2 separate regions of the Rattus norvegicus genome follow, and region 2 is linked to region 1. A link is a contact called in public Hi-C data. All regions are on one chromosome and are shown on one strand. Each heading gives the region's core, a stretch centred on a gene start, on an enhancer-like site or on the middle of the called end of the contact. The rest is flanking DNA. Distances are from core to core; before and after follow the strand shown. Region 1 holds the start of Shb (SH2 domain containing adaptor protein B). Region 2 overlaps LOC134478962 (a long non-coding RNA gene).

Evidence for each region. A called contact is a pair of places that touch in the nucleus more often than the background predicts.
Region 2: a contact with region 1 is called in a Hi-C map of prefrontal cortex, with 2.1 times the contacts expected there. The contact joins the enhancer-like site here to the promoter of Shb in region 1. A contact is called at or near these places in 3 of 12 Hi-C or Micro-C datasets (the A7r5 cell line, Schwann cells and prefrontal cortex).

The regions. Positions count from the first base shown.
Region 1 is chr5:64,578,574-64,583,144 of GRCr8, reverse strand. It overlaps Shb (SH2 domain containing adaptor protein B), which reads left to right and starts at 2,073. Exons shown (of 6, transcript NM_001427398.1): 1 at 2,073-3,310. The coding sequence starts at 2,618.
Region 2 is chr5:64,812,483-64,817,053 of GRCr8, reverse strand. It overlaps LOC134478962 (a long non-coding RNA gene), which reads left to right. Exons shown (of 5, transcript XR_010051790.1): 3 at 886-1,312; 4 at 1,726-1,868; 5 at 2,119-2,579. Among named protein-coding and RNA genes, the nearest start is that of Aldh1b1, 44 kb to the left of the region's middle. Within about 2 kb of position 2,258, at least 6 of the 93 cell types and tissues checked have an H3K27ac peak or open chromatin away from gene starts, as enhancers often do. A contact at or near this core is called in prefrontal cortex, where this site is marked.

The sequences.
Region 1 (4,571 bases), core at 824-3,323:
CATAATACTATAGCATTACAATAATTCTGGCTTGCAAATTATAGCCCAGAAGAAGCATTACAGGAGAGACAACTCTTGACGCCGTGGCCAGCTGAAAGCGGAATGTGAAAAGTAAGTTGTGAAACACAACTTCTCTTCATAAACCTTCAGAAAAGCGAGATAATGTTTCCATGTGCAGCACACATGTGGGGAACGGGGAACAGGCCTCCAGATCCTAGGGACAGCGTTCTTGGCCCAGGTGGCCTGGCTTACTGCCAGGATCTGGCCTCCTTTCCTTCCTGAGCCTAGAATCTGAAGGGAGGGAGCCGGTTGGAGGTGGGGCTTGAAACAAGGATGTCCTGGCCTTTCAGGTTTTTTCTTTTTCTTAATTGGGGCCTCCCTCCCTGCAGGATGATTAAGTGCTTGTACAGCAGAGTGAGGATTTAAAGGGTAATTTGAGACATTTAAGTCTAGGGATACCCAAAATAAACATCTTAGCATCGACTTCTGGGGCCTCTCCCTGTGTTCCAGACACCAAAGGTTCAGCTTTGTCATGTGTGCAGAGTTTAAGACTGTTTCCTAGGGATGCTAAATGAATAGGTCTCGGGTAGAAGTAAGTGGTGATGTTGTTATCTGAGATTGTTGGGGTGTGGGCTAACAGTGGGGTTTGGAACATTCAAGGGGCCTTAGGGAACACAAGAGGCAAGGAGTCTGACTGTGCGTGGCTGAGTAGGTAGAGCAGAGCCTTCAGAGTCCTGGGTCTGTTTTTCTCCAGTGTAGTCTTGCTGGGGCCTGAGCCTGGTAGGCCCCAGGGGGAGCTTGGAAGAAGTACATTGTGGCTCACCAGGTCCCGAAGTCTCAGGATGAGAGCCTGACCTCCAGCTCTAGCAGATTCCTGGACTTACTGTCTATTTCAATAGGTTACTGCTCCTATAGGACACAGGAAAACCAGTGTGCCAAACTCATATATAATGTACAGGTGACAGGTGAAATTACGGTCACAGTGCTCTTTTTTACGCAAATCAGCATTCTAAAGGAATGGTTCAGCTCCCAGGTACTCAAAAGGAGGTACTCAAAGCGGGCGGTGGCGGGTTGTTAGGGGGGAGGGTTGCCCAATAGAAGTTCCAAACAGAACTTAGGTCTAAAAGGCAAGTACCTCATTTTCAGGCAATATTTTGGTCTTGACAAGGCTCACACTACCCCCCTGAGAGCAGATTCATAGGAAAGCCACTCCTCTTTGGCCTGGGTTTCTTCTCGTTTGGAATAGTAACTACATTGTCTTAGGTACATCATTATAGTGCCACCAGATCACAGGGGGGTATCCAAGTCTATTCATGTAATTTACCTCGGGGCCTCAGTTTCTCCATCTGTAAAACTGTCTCTGGATTAAATAGAGCCTCGCCAGCTCCGGTAACCTTAAGCGTTAAATGTTTACATAGCTGGTTCCACTAAGTTGGCAGTGAACAGGGTTAAAGCCCCACTTCCTACAAGGTGAAAAGGTAAGCAAACATTCCGACCTCCCCTTAGCCTTGCTCCCGGATTGGTGCCCCGCCTGGTCCCAGCCACCTATCGCGTCCGCATCCGTCATCTGGATTGCTAATACACTCATTAGCATAAAGAATTATTCGAAGACGCGGCACCGGATAAGCTGAACCGGAGTCTCTGTCCCTTTAAAGAGAAGAGAGACAGGCACTCTCTCAATAAGGGTATCTCCCCTGCACAGTCCTCTCGGTCAACTAGAGGTCGTGCGTTAGTCCTGCCCGCCTATCACCTCGAAGGTGGGCATCCATTCCTAGAGTGCACGGCGCGCGGGCCCCCAAGGACTGACTGTGCTGACTGTTCGGGCCTCCAGGAGCCGCAGTCTCAGCTGGAGGGAGGCCGGGCCTGCCAAGCAGCAGGACGAGGACGCCCTCGGGCACGACCCAGGGGCTGGCGCCCAGGCGGCCGCAGGAGGTGGCTCGTGCAGCAGGGGGGAGGTTCCTGACCGCACGCGGGAGGCGGGGTCTAGGAGGAGGCGGGGCATTGGTGGAGGGGTGGGGCCTGCGGGAAGGGGCAGGACCGCGGCGCAGGGCGGGTTCTGGCGGCGGAGTGTCACACACGCGGCGGCTCGGGAGGCGGCGGCAGAGGCAGCGGCAGCGCCAGGCGCCGCCGGGACGGGCAAGGGCTCGCGGGCTCCGCCAGGCGCCGGCCGCCTCTCTCATTCGCTCTCTTGCTTTCTGACCCGCGGTGGGGCCGGGCTCGCCCCAGTGCACTCGAGAAGCCCGCAGCTGGCGGAGGCTCGCACGGGGCAGGGGCGCGCTCCGCGAGGGTGGGGGCGCTGGGTGCGGGTGTGCACGGCGGGGGGCGCCCGGCCTTCCGCTCTAGGCGGCCCCCGGGCCCTATGAGACTCGTCTGTGAGGGGCGCGAGATCCGAAGCTCGGCCGGCGCGCAGCAGGGGCGGAGGGCTGTGCAACAGCGGCCAGAGCCGGGCGGCGGCCGGCAGGAGGCGGCGGCTGCGAGAACTTGAACTTGGCGACCGGTGCCCCGCACGCCCCCCACCGGGGCAGAGGCGCTGCGGGACTGGGCGGCAGTGTTGTCCCCCGAATGGCCGCGGCGGCGGACGGGGCTCGCGCGCCGCGGCCCTAGGCGGCCCTTCGCCATGGCCAAGTGGCTGAACAAGTACTTCAGCTTAGGCAACAGCAAGACCAAGAGTCCACCGCAGCCGCCGAGGCCGGACTACCGCGAGCAGCGGCGCCGGGGTGAGCGGCGCGAGCAGCCCCCGCAGGCCGTGCCGCAGGCCTGCTCTGCGTCCTCGGCGTCCTGTGGGTCGGCCGCCGCCTGCTTCTCCGCCTCGTCGGGCTCTTTGCCCGACGACAGCGGCAGCACGAGTGACCTCATCCGCGCCTACCGCGCGCAGAAGGAGCGCGACTTCGAGGACCCGTACAACGGGCCGGGCTCGTCGCTGCGCAAACTGCGCGCCATGTGCCGCCTGGACTACTGCGGCGGCGGCGGGGACCCCGGCGGGGGCCAGCGCGCCTTCACGGCGGCGGCAGGCGCTGCGGGCTGCTGCTGTGCGGCGGCGGGAGCGGGCGCCGCCGCGTCCTCATCCTCATCATCCGGCTCCCCGCACCTCTACCGGAGCAGCAGCGAGCGGCGGCCGGCCACGCCGGCGGAGGTGCGCTACATCTCCCCTAAGCACCGACTCATCAAAGTGGAGAGCGCGGGCGCTGCGGGGGACCCTCCGGGAGGCGTGTGCTCTGGCGGCCGCACCTGGAGCCCGACGACCTGCGGAGGCAAAAAATTGCTCAACAAGTGCGCCGCCGAGGAGACCGGAGCTGGTCAGAAAGACAAGGTAAGATCCAAAGCTACTGGTGCGCATGGGAAACTGAGGCACCGCCACGTTTCCCATCCCTTCCACCAACTTTGCTCTGGCATCCTGGGGTCTAGGCTACAGCGCTCATTCTGCCAGATGGTTAATTAGACTCCGTCTCTTTGGTTTCTGCTCCCCAAACGCACCCTTACGGATCCCAGAGCCAGAGCGAGAGCACCCCGCCTAATTTTACCCAGAAGACATACCCAGCCAGCCCTTCCAGCTCCCCTAGTAAAGTCAGCAGCGGCTGGCCTAAAAGAGCATTTACTTTTGTTTACCCCGGGTTCCAGTAATGGTCCCCCCTCCCACATGCAGATGGGAATTGAAGTCCAGAGTCGGAAAGGTAATCTCTGGGTTATAGTTTTCCTTACTGGAAGTCCCTGACCGTGTGTATGTAAATGCTTCTAAACGTCCCACTCTGCGTGCCAGGTTTCCGAAGCCAAGCGGCCTTTTGTATTGGGAACCCCCACGCAGGCTTTTCCGGTGTAAAGGTTCATCTTCCCAGAGAACTTAGCCATCTGACTATTTACCCTCTCTCCCAGCTCCGCAGGCGGTCTGCTTAAGAGACTTCTTTCCTGATTCCATCCCTGTAGTACTGTTTCAGGAGAGAAGGAGCCTTGTGACAGTCCCCTGCTCAATCTACCAGACCATCTTGTTCCCTGCTTCATAACAAGGGAGTTAATTACAGCCAGGCCCCTCTACTCTTCCTTCCCTTCACACTCTGGAGTTAGCATCCCTTCCCCCATAAAAATACTTGTTCTGCCTATTTCTTTTGGAGGCAGTGTTTTGATTAAATCTGAGGCCCAGTGTGTGTGTGTGAGAGAGAGAGCTTTAGAGCAGGGTTGCCTGGCTGTCAGGCCCCTTTGCTCTGCCTGTGTTCTCCCCCCACACCCTCCTTGGGAGCTCAAACTTTTGCCTGGACTGATAGAGATTGGATATCCTAGCAGGGAGACATTTTCTGCCTGTCACAGCGGGTGCTTGGCAAGGGCTCTTTTTATTTTATGGGAGAGGTGGGGGAGAGAGAGGTGAGGAGGATGCCTTCCAGAGAAAGTCTTCTGACTGGTCTTCTCCCTGGGGTCATTCTGCGTCGCCCACCCAGGATGGATGGTGTGCGCAGCCTGAAGGAGCTTAGTGTGTCCCCTGTAACGGTGTAGGCACACACCTTGGAATCTCGTACTCTGCGAGCTTCCCAAGTACCCAAGATGGCATACTGATAACAGTGAGCTAGAAGCCCTGGTGACTC
Region 2 (4,571 bases), core at 1,009-3,508, 230 kb before region 1:
GGGCTGATTGCCTCCTGCCTCAGCAGCCCGTGGAACATTCAAACTGGTAGGGAAAGGTCAGATCTGTACACACCAGCTGGGTCAGCTCCCTACTATGGTCAGGCAATTGTCCCCCTTCGGGGAGCCATGCTGTAGGAAGACCTCTTCCCTAGACCGAAGGTATCTAAAGGTGGGTAACCTTGTGACTTGTTTCTAATTGATACCCTACTGGAAATGAGACCTGCACCACTTCCAGGGTTACAAAGACTGACTTTCTTGCTAGCCTTCTCTCTCTCTCTTACGGTGTCTTGTTCACACACCACTGTGGCAAGCTGTCAAACTGGAGACACCCACATGGCAAGGAAACCAGAGGTCATTTGGTCAATCGGTGAAGAGTTTAGGCCCATGGACTTGGACATTGCTTATAGTCAAGAGGATGAGACAGGCAGCTGATCCTTTGAGCTTTCAGGTGGGACCACAGGGCCCCAGTACACACCCCGGCTGAAGAGATGTTGTAGCAGAAGGCACAGCCAAGTTACGCCGAGTCCTTGGAACAGAAACTAGACCATCAGAAATACATACCATTATGAGCCTCCAGGTTTAGGGCGTGGGGGTGGGGGTGGGGGGTCATTTGTTACACAGCAATCGTAACTCATACACCTGCTGACTGGAGCCAGTCAGTTGCTTGCTGGGAATCTCCATGTTGCCGTCTGAATAAACGGGCTGATTATACTCAGCCCAGAGCATTGAGCAAAGGAGACACTAAGGCTGAGGGAAAGAGCTACCCAATGTGTACTATGCTAAGTACATGGGGTGTGTTTTGTGGCTTCAGTTATTCCAGAGATGGGCTGAGGAGAACCTGGTTTGGATGGCCTTGGAGAAACCAAAGAACCTCTCTATCCTCAGGTTCCTCATCTATCAGTGGGACCATTGAGGACCAGAAGAGCATCCAGTGAACTTCTGTCTCAGCATGTTTCTGAGGAGATGGACAGACAGAGTGACTGTTTAGGGAAAGCCAGGGCACGGTGGAAAGAACGCAGGGCCTGGAGCCAGGTGCCTGGCCTCAGTCTCTGCCGCACTAGCCAGATGTGGAAGCGGGTCCCCATCTCCTTCCTCTTCTTCTCCGGCCTCAGTTTATAATGAGATGAACCCTACCACGTGATATCTGGGAACTCCCAGCCAGCCTGTACGTGGAGCACACACGTAAGGGCATTCTTTCCGGCATTGAGAAGAAGCATGGGCTAGGGATGTGCATCCTCACGGGGCAGATATGCAGACGAGGCGACAGGACGGGTGCACTGGAAGACACACAGAGCAGAACTCAAGAGCCATGGTGAGCGGAGGCTAGGGGCCACTTGGGAGCCTCACACCGGACAGGCTGGATTACTCAGGGGGCAGTATAGCCAATTAGAGCTCAGGGTTAGTGACACATGGGAGGTGGGCATAAGAACTGAAGACAGGCTGGAGGGTGGAGGTGTGGCTCAGTTGGTCGAGCCTGTGTGAAGCTCTGTCCTAGTCCTCAGCACTACAGCAATGGGTGTGGTGGGGTTGTACCTGTAAATCTAAGCGCTTGGGAGGTAGATACAGGAAGACCAGAAGCTCAGACCACTCTTGGCCACGTAGCCCATCCTGGAATCCATGAAATCCCATTTCAAGAAGTTAAAAGATCCCGGTGGGGCCTTGAATGGCAGGCAGAACGGCTTTGACTTCATACTGAAGTCAGAAGGGTCCTGCCACCTTCCTCAGGATCCTAGGAAACTACTGGAAGGCCGTGCCAAGGAACTGGGCAGGGGCCCTCTAGAATCTTAACTCTTGGTGGAGAGGGTCATTGGAGGCAGGAGACTACCTCATCTGATCTTCCTCATGCAGGACTCAGCCTTCACTAACAGGTAAGTCATCTGCTCCAGGATCCCTGTTGTGTATCCTGGACTGGCTACTGTGCTGAGAATCCTCAGAGAATCCCTGAAAAATACAGTAATGCCTTTGACCTGGACTCTCTGGGTAATGTGTAAGCCACCAGGCATTCTCGCCGTCTAAGTGACCCCACCCCATTTCGGCGAGCAGTCTGGTCCCTTCATTTTCCATCACCCCTGTACGGAAACAACACTATTTTCTGCTGTCTGTCTCTACTCCCAGCAGGGGTTCTGATATCTGCTCCGAGAATCCCCACATTCTTCAAAAGACGTGTTTGGAAACAAGAAATTGCTAGAGAGATGATTCAGGCCTTGGCCTCCGGTTGTGTCTGGACATAAGCAGGCCCATCTGTGGAGCTCCCACTGCCAAATTCTGTCATCCGGCTCCATATGGCCGGCTCCCTCCGCCCTCCCTGCTCACAACCTGCAGTCTGTCCCAGCCCACTCCGCAGGCGGTGACAACACAGAGAATCCGGGGAGAGAAGCCTTGTTCCAGGAAGTGGCATCTTTGCTCCCCTCCTGCCCTTCTTAGGACCACTATGGGAGCCCAGAACACAGCATGGCTGGACGTCCTGTGTCCACAGAGCCATAATGTGGAGTCTTCAAGCTGAGGAAGGCCCAAGGAGATTGCGAGCCTTTGCCACCCTTAACCCATCCCCCCCAATATGGAGGTTACTTTCTGTTCTACGGGTTCATTTGTTTGCTGCTCCAGTCCCTTTGTCCCTTTGTCCTGTAGGCCTCTCGACAACTCTCTTGCAGCCTGACTTGGCACCTATTGGCACCAGGTGCTAGCAAGCTGAGTGACCTGGGGATCTTCAAGTGGGGATCTACTCTAGTGTTCTGGTCTTGTTCATTTCCTAGTTGGACACTTGGGTCCGAGGAGAAAACAGCGGGGAAGGGACTTTGTAAATTGTAGAGCACCAAGCTCAGAGAGTGGTCCTCGGGCATGCAGGTCACAGACCAGCATGACTTCCTGTCTGAGCAAATCCATTTGCAGACCAATGTTCACGGTCAGATTAGAAAATCATCTTCCCGAGAGGATTTAAATCCTGGGTGGCCACTGCCAGCAGTAAGAGGGTGCTGTGGGTCTGGGAGATGAGGGAGGGCAGGTTGTGGGGAGAGGCTGGCTGTGTGGCAGCGCTCAGTCTTCAGTAAAAGACATGAAGAAACTATCAGCTTCTGTGCCAGCCAAACAAAACACATATGCTGCCCAGATCTGATTCAAGGTCCGTCAGTATAAAACAGGCACGGAAGAGAGGAAGGGACAGGGGGTTGGTTTTAACAAGGCTACAGTGGGCACGGACATAAAGACCCTGGAAAAGCGGGTTAGCAAATGACGATTGTTCCCAAGTTCAGCCTGGGCTAAAAATGGCTTGTGTTGCTAATACCCATAGATGAAAATTTTCCTTGGCGGGAAGGTCGGTAGAATGTCGCTCGGAGAGAAAACCGGCATCCCATGCACTGAGCGAGTGACCCAGGGTCAGTTAGGCTCAGGAAGCGCCCCATTAAACAAAGTTCAATGTATTGCACCACTCAGGATTTCTGCCACCCTTTACCATGCTAACATACATTACATGTTAAGGTACTTCAAAGTACTGGGTCTGTCTGGGTCCTGAGGTCTGAGGAGGGGGCATCTCCTGTTTGGAGAATGTGGCTTGGTGAAGGGTCTGGCTACGGTCAGGCTCGGGAAACATCTCAGGAGGCATCCCTCAGAGGGCTTGAGTAAGGGACAGCTGTTCCCTTCATGGTCTGCCCAGGGAGGGGGAGCTTGAGGGTTCAATCTAAGAGTTCCGTGGACATATTTGCATCGGAGAAACACCACGTTGCTGCGAGAGATCCACCCAGAGTTCACAGAAGAGGAGCAGCGGGACTGGGGAGCGTCCCGTGCCTGTTTCACGGTTCCGTGGCCAAGGAAGGAGGAGAAATCAATTCCAGGTCTATAAGCGAAGCTTCCCACCCACCCACCCCCACCCCACAGCCGTGAGCCTCAGACAGAAGCCTGCAGTGGCATCGCCCGCTGCGTTCACAGCCAAGGCTAGATCCATTTCTATGAATAAAATTTAGAGGTTCGGGACAGATCTGAAAACCAATTGCTCTCCCCCGCTCTTCCCAGCTCTCTCTCCACTTACTGTCGGCAACACTCCTCTCTCTCTCTCTCTCTCTCTCTCTCTCTCTCTCTCTCTCTCAGTTTGGGAATCGATACCTCTTTGTTCTGGAAATCTCCAGCTAAAGGAGAATGGACTGCACGGGGTTGAGGCTTGTCCTTGACACAGAATCAGGACAGAACATTCCTGGAGAAACAGAGACCAAAACAAAGGTCTGGCCACCTGCTCATCCACAGAGCTCGTCTCCAAAATTAACCTCTGGGATGAATCATAACCAAAACCAATTTCAAAACTGCCTCTCAGCTCAGATGGAAGCCTGTTTCTCCACAATGCGAAGAGAGCGACCCCACTTCTGTGAGGGGTGGGATTGCGTGTGAGGACCTGGGCAGGGAGGTGGGAAAGTTTGCCTGGGGAGAATTGGAAAAGGCTGTAAGTGTGGAAGACCATCTGTGGACACACACACACACACACACACACACACACACACACACACACACACACGTCTGTGCTCCGCTCTGTCCTGCTTCCATTCCCACGACCTCCATGGTCTTGGGAAGTCACGGGGGTTTTCCAC